Regions from separate parts of the Mus musculus genome. Here region 2 is linked to region 1. The links are chromatin contacts, called in public Hi-C maps. All regions are on one chromosome and are shown on one strand. Each heading gives the region's core, a stretch centred on a gene start, on an enhancer-like site or on the middle of the called end of the contact. The rest is flanking DNA. Distances are from core to core; before and after follow the strand shown. Region 1 has its middle 61 kb from the start of Gm15326. Region 2 overlaps Gm15322 (a long non-coding RNA gene).

Region 1 (3,667 bases), core at 837-3,336:
ATTGGCTTGACTCAGGTCTTGGTTGGGAGCAGGGAAATTATATAAGAAGAGAGTTGAAAGTGATCGGATTAAAATATCTGACTGGCTTATGCTGGAGAGGACAAATCGAAACCTGGAGTGCTGTCCAAAGCATGCGGTGACTATCCATCCAGTATGTGACACGCTTGGATTTCAACCATCTATCTTGTGGCCATGAGACCACAGTGAAGAGGTTCAGAGGGTACTCGTGCTGTTAGGAGTTCTCTCTGCCAAAGTGGCAAAATGTCAAAATGGAGACTTTCCACATTGTTGCCCTTTGCCAGAAGCGAAGACAACTGAAGCTGGAACAGCCTGGGCAGCCGGCAGGCCAATGCATGTAATGCATATCATTAAAGATAGTTAGCACAAAGAAATGGTTGTTGTTATGCCTCGTCCAAGTTGGGCTTAGTAGCTAATTAAGTATGAGCGCCTTCTTTTCTCCCTCATGGCCATATGCAGTTTTTGAATTCTTCCGTCACTAACTGTTTTAAGGAAGAAGTTAAATGCAGAATGCATTGAGTTTGGTAGAGGGTTTAAAGGTCTGCCTTTTCCCACCAAAGCTATTTAATATCAGCTGCAGAGTGGGTGTGTATGTGTGTGGGGGAGGGCTGTGACCTCCCTTATTTTTACAACCATTGCCATGATTTCATGGTACTGGCAGCGGTCACCCAAAGGGAAGAAGTAGACTTTATTACAGTAATTATATGCCAGAATGTGGGTATTAAGACAGAAATACTTTTCTACTGATAATTAAATGTCAAAGGAAAAATGACTTTGCCCAACCAGCAGCTCTTCATTGTGTTTTTAATACACTAATGGCCTCAGTGAAGACAAGGCTATGTCCATAGGTTAGAGGTTCAGATTCTGTGTGGCCTCTGGCTTTAGTTTCAGGAATGGTAAATAGAGCAGTTGGGGAGGAGGAGTGTGTGTCAGAACAAGTTAGCGTGATCCCCTCCTTCCCCTAGAGTGTAAAGTCAGATATGTGTTTACTTGAAAAGACGTGGCCATTGGATTTGCAGATAGGTTGTGACCTCCACTGAATCACACTGCTGTTTCTGTGTTCCTGTAGTGCCAGGGATCAAACTCAGGGCCGTGTATGTACTAGGTAAGCATGACACTGCTAAGCCAAATCCCCAGACCATACTGGATCCCTTTATCACTTTTCTCTAATACGTTTTGATGCATTTGTGAATGCCGGAAGAAAAAGAATATGGCTGGAAATTTATCCATAATCATGGTGTTTTTCTGACTTATGTAAAAATGTAAAATCCTAAATAAGTTGAAGAAGGACTGGATAAGTACCAGGAGGTATAACTTTTAAAATTAGTCATATGCTCAAAAATACAAGCTTGTGGCTACTAAGTTATACTCATCAGGCATTAATTGTAGACCAGTACATGTCTGAGATGGCAAATATGATCCCTATGTCAAAAGACTGCATTATGCCACATTTGATTAACTCTGCAACTGAGTTTGGTTCAATCACCGAAACAACTTATGAGTTTCTTTGACCACCCTCAAATAGCTAAAAGGTATAATTCTTTTTAACCCTTGATTTGAAGTGGGCACTTAGTTCATTCTCTGATGTGCTGATTAGCCTGAGTGGATAAACAGAATATTTGTAGAAAGTCAGTAGCAAACATCAGAGCAGATTTGAGAGTTCAGTCTTCATCAAGTGAGAACCCTTCTTAAATTTTTGGCCAGTTGTTAAGCCATGCAGACTACTTGAAAGCGATCTTGTATTTTTCTATAGCACCCGTGTTTGATCCTGATACAAATGCTTGAGGTTGATTTTTCAGTTTGAGTTTCAGCCTATATTGTTTTCTTTTTGGTTATACAGAAGGATCTAGGTTCAGTATGTCTGGAGGTAAGTTGCTGGTGGATTCTGAAGTGGGGAATACCTTCAGGGAGCCTTGATCTGGGAAGCACTGGTCACCCCAATTCACAACAGGCTGGGGTGCTTGCTGCTGCTGCCAGCTTCATTGCTGGAAGTCCAGACTGGTCTCCAGATCATGGCACTGACTCTTCTTCTGTGTTTCCTCTGTTCTCTGCAGTGGGTTTGTCTTCAACAATGAGCTATTCATGGGCACTGAGCGAGCTACCCAGGACAGAGGCGACGGCTGCAGACCCTGCGGGCAGTTGGACATGCTCCAGTCCAGATATTCTTGGGAATGTGGAATTATTTGAATCAAAGGGAAATAAATCTTTTGCAAATGTTAATACAAATGGCTGTGGGAAGGGTTTGGTGCTAAAAGAGTAGCTGAAAATTCTTGGTGCCTACTGAGTTATTTTTTTGGCAGGGAATACTAGGTTGCTATGGGAATGATAAAGACACGATAATAGTCATATTTTAATGGTTCTTCTTACAATGTTGTACTGCGTCCTCTTCAACTGTGCTGGGATGATAAAGCTTGCTCTTTGAGTCATCTGACCACTCTTATCTTGTGTTTAGTTTCTTACTCAATTGCATTTGAACTTGAAAGCATAACTCTGAGTCTGTTCATGAATCCATTTTCTTTTTCACCAGCGCATTCAAGGTTTATATTGCCAACTGTAAGCTTCCCTTTTCATACGTTATGTTGGAATGGGTGTACCCTGGGAGATCTGAAAGTCTATATACTGTTCTGATATAATGGAAAGGGAAAACTGTATAGTACATGCCAAAGGTTAGCTGTTCCGGGCTATCTCTCCTTTGCCACACTTAGATATGTCACAGTGGGGAAGTCACTAAACTATGTCTCTGTATTTGTAAAATAGAGATAATTGCATAACTACTGTGGTGGTGTGAGCTCCTTAGACCATGTACATAAAATTCTAGCAAGGTGATCACGAGTATCTGTTTCTCAAAAACCTAAAACTCGATCTACCGTATGACCCAGCAATAATACTCCTGGGTCTTTACTCAAAAGACATCAAGTCAACATAGCAAAGATGTTTACACATCAATGTTTGCTGAAGCATTATCCTAGCAGCTAAGCTAACCAAGGAACAGAAAAAGAAAATGTGATCTACTTCTCAACAGGAGAGAAATCATGTCGGGCATTGGAAATCTAGCCCACTCGTCAAGGTGGCTGAAGTCATGGATCTTGGAGACGAACCTACAAGTTCTACTTTACTAAACTAGCATCATTCCTAACTGCATTCTAAAAGGAAAAAAAGGAATGAAAACATGTTCTATATACACACTAGAGATTGGTTAGCCATAAAAATGAATGATGTTGTATGGTGTGCAGGAAATGAATGAACCTGAGGCAATCAGATTAAGTGAATTGAGACAAACACCACGTTTCTTCTCACTTGTGAGCCCTAGATTTTATATAGTTACAGAACATCATGTATGTACATATGACACAAAAGCAGAAGTGAAAGTATCTGGGGGAACAAAGGGAAGTAATGTGAGACAGAGGGAGAAGATGCAGAGAGGAGGGGACATTACAGGAATATGTTCATTGTATAATATATACTTGTATGAAAATGTTCTCACATAGCATAGTACCATATATGATGAATATATACAATGAAAATTGAACAAGAAAATATACTCTAAATTACTCTAGGCAGGCTGAACCATAAGGGGGAAAAGCAAATTTAGCCTCCTGTGTCTTCTTCGTTCCATTAGAGTTTAACCTGTCTTTGGAATCAGTGTGGG
Region 2 (3,667 bases), core at 851-3,350, 120 kb after region 1:
CTCGAGGACCACTTTGTTTCTGCAAATTCTAGGGGAAGCGAAGGTCCATAGATATCTTCCTGAACCCTGAGCCCTGACTGCTCTGAAATGTGTTACTGTCAAGATGTTTCCTCTTTGTTCGTCATTTCTGGAGGAGACTTTAGCTGACTCCTGACCCTGTCTCCTACCACCCATGCTTTGGGATTTTCTTGTGGCTACCCCAAATTTTGATTGAATTTCCATAGACCCTTTGGTAATGACAATAAATAGCATAAGGCTGTTAGAGACCAGAGCTGCATCCCACGTCCTGGTAGTCACTTGACACAGTGGCATGCCAATAGATGAGGACCAAGTCATTGCCACAGTCACACACAGCGATAACCACCTTGTCTTTACAGACACTGTAACACAGTTCCACCAATAATCCCCCTCTTGTACTGCCCCAAATGTGCCCAGGATGGCTCATGCCCTTACACATGTCTTCTGATAGTTCTAAGCACACTTCTTTCGTGCAGCTAAAAGAAGGACTCTGGAAAACCGGATGCTTTCATCTGTAAGACGATATTCCCAAATCTTCAGAAGATTTAAATGAAACACACTCTTGAGGATTAGAGCTATTTTCCAACTGGCTTGGCTAGTTAAAGTGTCATCCATGTATCTATAAGGAAATATGGAAAACATCTTAGAACTGAGTAAAAATGTATATAATATTTTACTATTAAAAATTGATGTGAGAATATATAAGACATTATTAAAATGTGTCACTAGAGAGTAAAATGGGTATTATGTGAAAGATATTTTCACTATATATCTTCCTATATAGCTAATAAGAGTGACAAGTAATATTTATTTGGGCTTGACTATCTAATCATTTCCCTCACTGCATTTATAATTTACCATTCTCAGTAACCTTATATAAGTACCAGCATGGCAATTTATCACGTAGCTGTAACATAACGTAAGATTGGCTTACACAACATAGTTTATTAGCTAGTGTAACAAGCCATTCCATGACAGGATGACTACAGAGGTGAGACGATGAAGGGATGCCAAGCTCTGAGAGTTCTGCATTTTTGCTCTCCCCTCATCTATATGATGTACTGTTCTTAAGCAAGCTCTGCTCATGACTCCAGAAGACTGCTGTGTCCCATGGACACATGGCAGCACCCAGTCTTCCTCCCAGTGTGTTTTTGTTAGAAATCTTCCAGCACCCCCCACCCCCACCCCTGCTCCTCATCACAGCCAATACAATTGTTTCCAATGCTACACCTAACACAGCCATAATAAAAGGAATGGAGCCGCCAGGGTTGGCTTCCAGGCTGATCAAGTTTCACGCGAAGCATCTAGAGAAAGCAAGCTGAGATCTGGGGAACTTCGGTTAGGGTTATGAGAACAGTTCAAGGTCAGAGGGAAACCATCAACCTGCCGCTTTAACTGTGCAGCCAGGATCAGAGTCCTAAGTGAGCAAGGGAAGATAGCAGCTGATGGCCATCAGCTGGACTCTTGTCACCTGCATTTGCAGGTGAGGACACAGATGAGATGGAGCGGCGGGAAACTGCTCAAAGTTCTGCAGCTACTAGGTGGTAGAGCTGGGCTCCAATAACATCTGCTTACCTGGAGGCCTAGGCTTTTACTCCTAATGATAAACACACCCTGCTACACAGTGGGTCCTGTCAACCACTCCTTCCCTCCCCACCCCAACATGTATTTCTTTCCTAATTACTAAAATAAACGAAGATTGGTTGTATCCCCTCTATAGTACTGTTTGGAGTGTTCCGTTGGTTCTGACCACAACAACTTGGCTCTGACAGCTTGGGAAACACCATTTAACTCCATGCACTTCATTTTCCGGACCACTAAGATGGAAAGGCTCAACCAAATGAGCTGTGAGATCCTGTCCTGCCCTAAAATTCAACTAGCGTATGGCTCACAAACGAAATGTGATTCGCAGGGGCAGAATTTGCAAAGGCCTCAGAAATACAAATCCCGATGTTCTTCATGAAAAGCCAGTTGAATTTTCAGAAGCAAGTACTATTCTATTTATAAAATGAACCAGCTTGTTTGCTGTTGGTACAGATGGTTGTGTGTAACCTTCACGCCTGGGAGAGCTGGCCCTGATACTCTGGGTGGCTTGCCTCTCCTCTCTCCTGGTACAATATGTTCCAAGGATTCATCTCTCCTCAGCTGAATAGGCCAAGAAGCCATCCGCCACTGGTGGCGAGATGGCAGCTGTGAATCGAAGCTTCCAGGGACCTTGTTTCTTCATCCTGTGAGGAATGACAACCCAGGTGACCAGGTGAAAGAACTTCTGTCTAGGAAAGATGCCCTCCGTAGTTGATGACTCCTGCTTGCCTGTCTCCAGTCTCCGGCAGAGATCAACTCCTTAAACTGCTTCCAAAGACAACCCCACCCCACCCCACCCCACCCCACCCCACCCCACCCCACCCCACCCCGCATGACTGTGAAATGTTGTAGGCAGGAGATAAAGGGACAACGGGTGAGCTAGGTTATGTGTGTTATATTTTCTTCTTATTTCTAGAATACCAGGGAGAGGCTTAGCTAAGAAGATAGAAAGGTTTTCTTTTTCAGAGCCAAGTGAGAATTTGAAGTCAAAATGTGAGGTATCTAAGGTAATGCTGACACTTGCATGTTAAGATAGTTGCAAACATTATCATCAGACAAATAAATGTTCTTACCACGAGTCTTAAGAAAGATGAGACGTGTTAAATCATCAGAATTGTGATTTAACTTAGGTGTCAAAAACATCAAAACACTAAATAGCTAATGTCAGATAATGAGGGGACACGATAGAAAATGTATTGTATTTATTCATTCCTCTATGTTAGTGAGAGAGGAATCAGGCACATATCCTAAGAGGGACAGAAGATTATCCGTGTTTGCTCAGTCTGCCAGCTATTGTTATCTGAGAGATAAGGATTGTCCGTGAGAAGAACACTTTTAAGAGCATATAATAAAAACATTAGCACCCCACAATAAAATTAGCACTGAAAATGCAATGCAGGGAGTGGACTCTGATACAAAAGGGCTGGGCTCCTTGGAAGACTCCGGTGACATTGGATGGGGAGCTGCACATGGCTTCCCAGGTCCTGGGAGACTATGTCACATTAACAAGCACTTACATTTGTATCAGTTCATGAAAGTAATTCTGGGAAATAAAAGCAAGCATGCTTTTAGGTGAAATTGTCAGAGTAATGGCTTTGGTTTTCATTTTTCTTCCTAACACAGATTAAAGACAAAATTCTTTAGGTAATAGAAGAAATAAAATATGTGCCACATTTTTTTTTTGTCATATCGCACAGTTCGTCCAGACTTAGGATCCTGGCATTTTGAACGCCATTCGCAATAACACATGCAAAGTTCCCTAAGAGAAGAAGCCCTTCAAAGACTCCGAGGAGGCAGCTGCTGGCTTGAAATCCCTTCGGGATTGCAGAAATGCAGGCGCTCACAGAAGACAGAGGCTCGGCTGCCTCTCACCTCTGCGGCTCTGATCCAGCTGGAAAGGACCTAACTTCAGCGGCCATGGGGGTCACCCGGGCTTTGCCTCAGCTCCTCTCAGCAGAGCTTCTGAGTGGGAGCCTCCTCACAAATGCGGGTGACAGAGAAGTAAAGTGAGCAACGTCACTGATGCCTTAAAGAAAGATCCCAAGTTTGGGGTTTTCTCATTGGC

Evidence for each region. A called contact is a pair of places that touch in the nucleus more often than the background predicts.
Region 2: a contact with region 1 is called in a Hi-C map of cerebellum, with 1.6 times the contacts expected there. The contact joins two enhancer-like sites. A contact is called at or near these places in 1 of 39 promoter capture datasets (liver), 9 of 484 Hi-C or Micro-C datasets (cerebellum, cerebral cortex, female germline stem cells and 4 more) and 1 of 115 datasets of contacts at active chromatin or transcription factors (neural progenitor cells).

The regions. Positions count from the first base shown.
Region 1 is chr13:111,926,730-111,930,396 of GRCm38.p6, forward strand. No RefSeq gene overlaps it. Among named protein-coding and RNA genes, the nearest start is that of Gm15326, 61 kb to the left of the region's middle. Within about 2 kb of position 2,087, at least 33 of the 459 cell types and tissues checked have an H3K27ac peak or open chromatin away from gene starts, as enhancers often do. A contact at or near this core is called in cerebellum, where this site is marked.
Region 2 is chr13:112,044,596-112,048,262 of GRCm38.p6, forward strand. It overlaps Gm15322 (a long non-coding RNA gene), which reads left to right. Exons shown (of 3, transcript XR_382921.2): 3 at 3,300-3,667. Among named protein-coding and RNA genes, the nearest start is that of Gm41061, 4.9 kb to the left of the region's middle. Within about 2 kb of position 2,101, at least 9 of the 459 cell types and tissues checked have an H3K27ac peak or open chromatin away from gene starts, as enhancers often do. A contact at or near this core is called in cerebellum, where this site is marked.